2 separate regions of the Danio rerio genome follow, and region 2 is linked to region 1. The links are chromatin contacts, called in public HiCAR-type maps. All regions are on one chromosome and are shown on one strand. The core of a region is the stretch at or near the end of the contact, and the rest is flanking DNA. Distances in the headings are between cores, read along the strand shown.

Region 1 (4,600 bases), core at 808-3,307:
CTGATTGTTGATTTTATTTTGTGAATTTTATGTTGTGTGGGGTATATAAGTTTAAAATAAAAAAGGTTCAATGACAAAAAAAAAAAAAAAAAAAAAAAACAGTAGTCATTGAAATGTATAGTAGGATATAAAAATAAATAGTATGGAAATGTTTTCAGCATATCTCCAATTAAGTGTTGGGTAAGATAACTAAAAAAAGTAAAGAATTAATAATTACATAATTAAAAATACTTTTCTAAATACTTTTGTCTAAAATGTAACTTAATTACCAAGTAATTGAAATACTTGACTTAGTACTATTTACATTTTTTTTTAATCTTCTATACACTCACTTTGCTGCTTGTTTACACTACTTATTTAAAATGAGTTAAAACATTGCAACTCTTAAAGTGTTTTGTGGGCTCAACATAATTGTTTTATGTTCAATTAACTTAAATTAGTAAAAATTAGTAAAGTTAATTAAAAATAAAAATGTAACTTAATCTATTTGTGTTGGGACAACATGAAGAAATTGTGTGGAACCCAGCATGTTTTACAGTGTATGCATACACAATGGGAATTAAACTGTTTTAATACTTTACATTTGAGCCAAACAAAACCTTTTAATCAGATTTTTTTAAAGATTAACACGTGTAACTAATTGTAAACATTGCATGAATCAATCCAAAACAGTTACAATTAATAAAAGCAAATGTCTTATTGCAAGTGCAGCTCTAACATTCTTTGTTAGAGATAATGTGAAATAAATTCATTATAATATATATTTATAATTATATCATAATTCATTCATTAACTCATTTCTTCATTTTTTTTTCAGCTTAGTCCCTTTATTAATCTGGGGTCACCACAGCAGAATGAACCACCAGCTTATCCAGCTTATGTTTTAAGCAGCAGATGTCTTTCCAGCTGCAAGCCATCACTGGGAAACATCCATACACACTTATTCACTCACATACACTACTGACAATTTAGCTTATCCATGTCACCTGTCCCACTTCTCTTTGGACTTGTGGGGGTAACCGGAGCACCGGAGGAAACCAACGCAATCACGGGGAGAACATAAAATGCCAACTGACCTAGCCAAGGCTCGAACCGGTGACCTTCTTGCTGTGAGGCGATTGTGCTACTCACTGCGCCACCAGGCTACCCTATATAATAATTATATATCATACTCAATATATTTATCAATATTATTTTTATCAATAAAATTTTCATAATCTCTCTCTGTCTCTCTTAAACATCATTTGGCAAATATTAAAAAAAGAAAAAAAATTCAAAGGGGGGTTAATAATCCTGATTTTAACTGTATATATATTAAAGTAATTTATAAACTGTAACTGTATATAAAGAATTATTTTTTGAAGTATGTGCAAATGTCATGATAAATGTTCTTTAGTTAATTTTTTTTGTTATCTTGCCAAATATATTTGTATAACAAAAAAATTACTTAAACTTGCTTAATTAAACTGTTGAAATGATGTTCAGTATTTAAAGGAAGTACATTATAAGTAAACACTGTAATTAAATGACCTTAATGAAAAGTAATCCCATCCTTTAATTTTTTTTTTTTAGAAAAAGAAAATTAATTTAATTGCAGTAACCAGTTACTTTGTAAGTAATTACACCCAACACTGCTTCTGTTGTTTTCAACAGACGTAAGAAACTCAAACAGGTTTGGAACAAGTGCAGGGTGAGTAAAAGATTTGGGTGAACTATGCCTTTCAGCAAGCAGCCAAAGTTTTTCAACAGGTCATCTCTGCAGTCTTCTGATTAATGCTGTAAAAATGCGTCTGATTCTCCCCACGCTCTACTGAATAGTAGAACGCTATGGCAAGCACTACAAAATTGATGCAAAATCAGTCAACAATCATAATGCAAAGGTTCATCCTATAAAAACCAACACAGAAGAACTAGGGCAAAGACGGCTCCTCGCTTTGTGGAAAAAAGAATCGTTCCTCAGGATAGATGGCAGCTTTTTGAAACGCTCACCACAGCATTCAATCACCCGATTTCCAGGCTTGTCATCGGAGTGAAAAAGCCCACATCTATAACAGGCGATGACAAATCTGAGGGAAAAGCTGAGGAGCAGAGAAACAGGTTTGACTGTTGAAGGGGCCGCAGGTATCATTCATACGAGTATACCTGCCTCTGCAGGCGCTTAATAATCCCTGCATTCCTCATCCAGACAGCCCATGACTGACTGGGATGGACCAGCTTTCACCACATTTTCCGACGCAACTAAAAAAAGGTGAGCTCAGTCAGAGTGAACAAATATGCCGCTCAATTCCCTACACAGGATTAGAGCTAAGCTTCAGCAGACGTATATAACGGCATAAACAGTCATTTCCTAACAAGACATCAAAAGCCAGAGAGCTGGACTTGGCGCTAAAAATAACATTAAAGGTAAATGAAAGAATATGTGTGTTCAGATGTGAAATATGGCAGAGGGTGTTTTAAAAAAAAGTGTCAGAGGACCATATAAAGGACTGTGCTGATCCGTTCAGTAAATCAAAATAATGTGAGCGTCGCCTATAACAGGCCTTCTGTATGGCCAATATTTAAAGCAACTGTGCAGTCGCATTGTGCACGTAAAACAACTGACGTTTGTGATGTTTTACGCACGGCTTTTGGCTGTTTAAAAACATCTAAATGTCACCAGACCTAACTATAGCACTCATGTCATTCAGTTTGAGCGTCATGCTTTATGTATTTAGGAATTGCACAAGTATTTTAGTAATTTGTGGTTGCTGAAGATTCTATCTTTTGTTACTTGTGCACAGGGTCTTTTATAAAATTATTTACGTTCATCAAGTTGACATTTTTCCTCGCTTTGTGCACATGTATTGTTATTTAGTCTGTTCAAAGTGTAGAGTTGCTTTGGTACAATTCTTATGTGGGTGATGTTATTATTTGTGATGGTTTTGTGTGCAGAAGTTGCATGTTCTGCGCGCGCGTGTGTGAGTGTGTGTGATGTTTGAAATGCCCAGCCGCTGTCACAGATCATCCTGTTGGCGTAGGCGGCTCTTCCTCTTGCATGAACACTCTTCACACATGCAGACCTGCTCTGGGCTGATTGTGAGTTCTGCTTTAAAACCCACTCTGCCGCTTACGCCGCACAAACAGTCCAACAATCTCACACACATACACACACACACACACACATGAACCTGCACTGCAGAAGTTCACACACACCGTAGATGACTGATACAACTAACAAAATACAGAGTAATTGTAAACGCTGACGCCTCCTGCACACTTTATACCGCAATTTGCAAAGTGTCATCTGAGGTGATTAACACTGGGTAAACATGAATAGGTATTTTTAGGCAAATAAATAAATAAATAAATTAGTTTTGAAAACCACTAATGAATTTGTTCAAAATTTTACCTGGTGTGATTTGATCTCAGCAAGCAAAAACCACTCTTACTTTCCAGAAAAAAAAAAAAAAAAAACGAATTTAAATCAATATTTTAGGCATGGTTCATATCATGAAGGTTGTTTCAAAGCAGCTTCTCAGTAATAAACAGGAAAAGTAATGATGTGTTTTTCAAAAATGGGGCAAATCTATCTTCTGCAGAAAGACGGCTGTAACAGGACAACAGTGTCATTTCTCAGTTACAGTCAATTCAGTGTTGATTCAGTTTAGTTCAATTACTGTAAAGTTCATTGATAATAGGGCTGCACGATATTGGAAAAATCTAACATTGCAATATTTTTTTTATTCTGCGATATATATTGCGATATGAATGCAATTTCACCAGATGTGTTGAACAACTATTTGGAAAGAATTTATCATTTAAATTGGGATGATTCTGTAGGGGAGTGCATATGCATAAAATATAGGGGTGCTTTCACACCTGTTGATCAATTGGTTTGTTACGAAACAGGTATTCAAATTGTTATAACACTGCTCTTTGTTCTTGGTGCTGTTCGCTTTCACACTGCAAAGTTTCTAAAGGGACCAAAAGAGCTAAAACAAGTCACGTGCAAGTAAACTCTCCTCATATTGGTCAGAGTTTCATGGTTTATTTTTCAGATTCCTACTAAGCTGTCATGCATCCTTTAATTCATGACGATCAGCAATAAGACATTTTAAGCCAAAAGCTGCGCTTTAATTTTGAATGTTGACACCAACAGACTTCGTCACCAAATATAAATCAGAGGTAAGACTTTCTCATACATAGCCCTCGGCTAGAGTTATGCATTACAGGCTTTACATTATGGAGAGACATAATAGATAAACCAAGACTTCAATTTTCCTAACCCATAAACAGCTCTCGAAATTAGTGAGCATACTTTCACTTTCGTATTTGACATGAAACGCACATTTACCGGTAGGAATGACATTCTGCCCTACTCATAATCCTCTCTTCATACAGCCATATCTGCCTATTACATATCCATAATACACTGTGATTTAGCCTAGTTCTAATTGTTTTGCTTTCTCACTGCAATCGATGCGCTCCCGAGTTTGTTTCAATCGAGCCGAGACCACCTCATTCAGGCGATCTTAGACCTATTGTTTTAGCACGGATCAGAGTGTGATTGCTGGATTCACAAATGCCAAACGAACCGAGCTAACTGGGAAAACGCGCCAGG
Region 2 (4,170 bases), core at 875-3,374, 94 kb after region 1:
CAGTTTATTTTCTTTTTTCCCTTAATACTCTATAATTATTTAAGATAAAGTTGAACTACATATAGCTTAAATAATAAGATAAAACTATATATCCAATTGTTATTCACAATTCTCTCATAACACTTGCATTTATGTGTCCAAATTATGCAGACTAAACACCACTTGGACACTTCATTTCCAACATTCAGTCCAAATACATCCTCCCAACTTGTTAGATTTCTCACTTTCCCCTGTCAATTTTCATATATTTTTTCCTATCAACATCAGCAGTGAACTTTCATGCATTTTATAAAGTACCAAAGCCTCATCTATTAATTACACTGAAAAACGGCTCAAAACTAAATAGTGCTGTATTTTACATTATAAGCAAAGCACAGCGATTATTCTTTTAAAATGACACAAAACCATCAGTCCTATTTTGCCTAGGTAGGTAATGCATGAAATCCCTACACGCAATTCACAGATCATGCAATGTTTTTTCAAAAAAAAAAAAAACATGCAAAACTTCAGCAAAAACACACAGGGGTCCACCCACAAACAGGCATTCTGCTTTCACTATAGCCAAATCTCTTTCCTTCACGACACACTCCAGCACACTGACAGACGCTGATAGGGTTGCTGCTTCTCACACACTGTTTTTTCATTAGGCAATTTACACAAACACACACACACACAGGCTATGTCTGGTGGTAGCAAACTGGAGATAATCTGCACTGCAGACGTTGCAAATGTGTTTAGAAATCATCAAACTCCTCCTGTCATTTAGTGTGGGTACACATGCAGAGCTGTTTAATGAGTCAGTATTGTTAAAAATACAGTTATCACTCTCAAAGAAAGTTGTTATTCAGGTGTTTACTATGCAGCAGAAAGCTTGTATTGTGGCTGTAATAACAGTTAATTAAATAGTTAAGCATAGCTGAGGTAAATGGCATAGACAAGAACACTTCTGCAGAGAGGTTTAATGCTTACAATAATTAATTATAGCATTGTAATGTATATTTTAAAAATAATAGACTAATTATAAACGTCTACACAACAAATCTATTTATTCTTACTAGATAATATTTACCCCAAAATGGGCAGGTGAAAACTACTATTAAGAAAAGACCTCCCTCATTTGAATATTCATACATTTGATATTATATCTGTGTAACTTGCAAAGTGACAGAGCTACAGTAACTACTGTCTGTGTACCGCCGCAAATAATAAATGGAGAAACGAAACAGTGTTGAGTTTAGTATTAGTGGAAACTTTTGGTTTGAAACTTTTTCCATGTGCTCAAGTTGAAGGCAGGGGCGAGTGATAACAGAAACTTTTATAGCATTCGACTGTGCAGCAGCTGTCAGACTGATGGTGGATCTGTCTCAAACCACTTAAAGGCGCCAATGTTGCTCAAAAAGGCTGTCAAGGCAGGCAGCTAACAAGGTTTGGAGCCGCTATGACCGTCTTCAGGACAGGGTGTCCAGGTGCTTCTTGGTTAGACATTAGTTGACTCGGCCGCCTAAACTTGCCCCTTCTCGTTTTCATTGGCTGAATTTACAACCGCACAAAAACTAAACAAAACTGCAGCTGCTGGTATGAAGAGAAGCCGGCGAGCGAGGTGGTTTCAGCGGCGCGCGCTGCTGCTGCTTTTAATAACGTGTTTCGCCTTTGCGATCCATGAAAGATTCATGAGTTAATCTATACCGACAGACTGTGCGAGAGTATCCCGAAGTAGAGGCACTGACCTGCGGGGCCTAGCGGCGGCTGCTGCCCGTCCTCCCCGAAGATCAGTCTGAAGTCCAGCTCTTCATTCCCGGGGCAGTTTGCAGTAGTCATCGGGTTTGACAGCTCGGGCTCACCCGTCTATGTACACCGACTCTTTAATAAACTCACTACATTGACTAATAATGAAGGCAAAACTTTTAAACTTTTCCTCCGTGCTGTACTTCTCTAAGTCCGAGCAGAAAATATTATTGCTTGTCCCTCAGAATAATCCAAACTGCTCGACCTTCTGCAGGGATTCAGCGAACTCGCAGCGACGGTCGGAACTTTTTTTTTTTTTAGCCCGTGGCGTGAAGGGGGGGTGAGGGTTGTGCGTCAGCGCGACCGTTGATCGAGTTCGTCCGTAATTTCGCTGCTGCTCTCCGTCTCTAGCTCCTATCCCAACTTTTACTAACAGCGCGTGACAGGGCAGTTCCAGCGGTGACGTCAGCCAAGTCGGCAGACAACACAAGCGCGCGCGCGCGCACACACACGCACTCAGTCACTCGCGCGCGCGCACACACACACAGATGCACACATACACACACAGAAGCGCAGTGGGTTTATGGGTGTTGTAGTTTCTGTGAAGACAGAACTACAGTTGAATCAGTCGTGCGCTTTCGAAAGCACGTGTTTCGGTGTAGTTTACTATGCTATTAATAATGCTATAAATTATGCATTGGACATTTATTTAAATATTAAAGTAAACTAATTTAACTAATTTAAATTGGATCATTAAAATAACTTATTTTGTATCTATTTATTACTACACGTTACATTGTGGGGTCATTTGTTCCATATGGTAAGTAGATTAATAAATACAGAAATAAACAGCTTTGCATTCATCAATTTTATAGATTATGTTTCATTATTAGCATTACAATATTAATGTGTATCTATTTGCTTAATGACAGTAGCAGTCCGCATGAACTGTTAAATAAAATAATAGTACATCAACATTGTGTGCCTCACTGAAAGCTTGAGTGTCTGGCCATTTACTCATGAGGTTAGTTAGGGTTAAATGCTTTGAAGTAAACATACTGAACTTTCTTTAATTCGTCATCACACTCACCCAAACATGTATTTTTGTGCACATTTCTCTAGCATGAAAACACACTCTCTAATTGAATACATAATCGTTGTTCCACGAAGTATAGCACAAGAAACAGAGTTAAAATACTAATAATAATATTTCTTCATCAAATTACTCAACCATGTGCAGTGCTTGTTTAGCTCATTAACCTATGATGAATCATTGAAGTGCTCTAAAGCAGGGGGTGTCAATCAATGATCTTGGGACACCTAGGGGCCATAAACAGTTCAGGGGGACTCTACACTCTCAGAAATAAAGGTATACGAGCTGTCATTTTCAAAAAGCACACTTTTGTACTTAAAGGGTTCATATTGGTACCTTAAAAGTATTTATTAGTACCTAAAATTTTAAGAGGAAACTTTTTAGGTACTAATATGTACCTTTGAGGTATTCATATGGACCTTTTAGGTACAAGTTTGTACCTTTTGAAAAGGTACCACACCAGAGACAGCTCACAAACCTTTAATTCTGAGAGTGTAGGATACTTGGTAACACTCAGAATAGTTACCTATATACATAGGGTAATAAATATATATTTATAATCATTCATTCATTTTGTTTTGGGCTTAGTCCCTTTATTAATCTGGGGTTGCCACAGCAGAATGAACCGCCAACTCATCCAGCATATGTTTTACGCAGTGGATGCCCTTCCAGCTGTAACCCTTCACTGGGAAACATCCATTACACTTATTTACGCACATACATCATGGGCAATTTAGCTTACCCAATTCACTTATACCGCTTGTCTTTGAACTTGTGGTGGAAACCCACGTGAACACAGGGAGAACATGCAAACTCCACATAGAAATGTCAACTGACCCAGCCGAGGATCGGACCAGTGACCTGCTGTGAGTTGCTGTTAGGCGATTGTACTACCCACTGCGCCACCTTGACGCCCCTTATATTTATAATATTGAAGTTAATTTTAGATTAAATTAACAAACATGTAAGCATGCTAACACAGTATAAAATAATTAAATAATAAACCATCTTTAGTATGAATTGACATAAAATGAATAATATTCTTTATCAAATTATATATAGCTAATTACAAAATTCAGTACTACAATAATAAAATGAACTTATTTAACTAAATAGTTTTTCAAATAATATTCTTATTTAGTCCCATTGATAATATTTGTTTCTTTGCAGAATTGTTTCTTTATTCAGTCATTCAGTTTATGCAAGCTTTTAGATTATAGAATGGAGGTCCATAACACATGGGCAGCCATAAAAAAGAAAGAAAAAAAAACCTGCACTAAAGTGACTTGGTGATGTTGTTAAAGTTCATTCAGGAAGAGCATTCTTGAGAAAAAGACACCACAGTCTAAATA

The links. HiCAR-type assays count read pairs that join an accessible place to other places.
Region 2: a contact with region 1 is called in a HiCAR-type map of caudal fin, with 7 times the contacts expected there. The contact joins the promoter of nfatc3a here to the enhancer-like site in region 1. A contact is called at or near these places in 8 of 18 Hi-C or Micro-C datasets (caudal fin, embryo, hematopoietic stem cells and 1 more) and 3 of 4 datasets of contacts at active chromatin or transcription factors (caudal fin, embryo and pancreas).

The regions. Positions count from the first base shown.
Region 1 is chr7:34,939,489-34,944,088 of GRCz12tu, forward strand. All of the region lies in intron 9 of nfatc3a (nuclear factor of activated T cells 3a), which reads right to left. Among named protein-coding and RNA genes, the nearest start is that of esrp2, 37 kb to the left of the region's middle. Within about 2 kb of position 2,058, at least 9 of the 62 cell types and tissues checked have an H3K27ac peak or open chromatin away from gene starts, as enhancers often do. A contact at or near this core is called in caudal fin, where this site is marked.
Region 2 is chr7:35,033,315-35,037,484 of GRCz12tu, forward strand. nfatc3a (nuclear factor of activated T cells 3a) reads right to left here and starts at 2,125. Exons shown (of 10, transcript XM_685181.11): 1 at 1,728-2,125. The coding sequence starts at 1,818.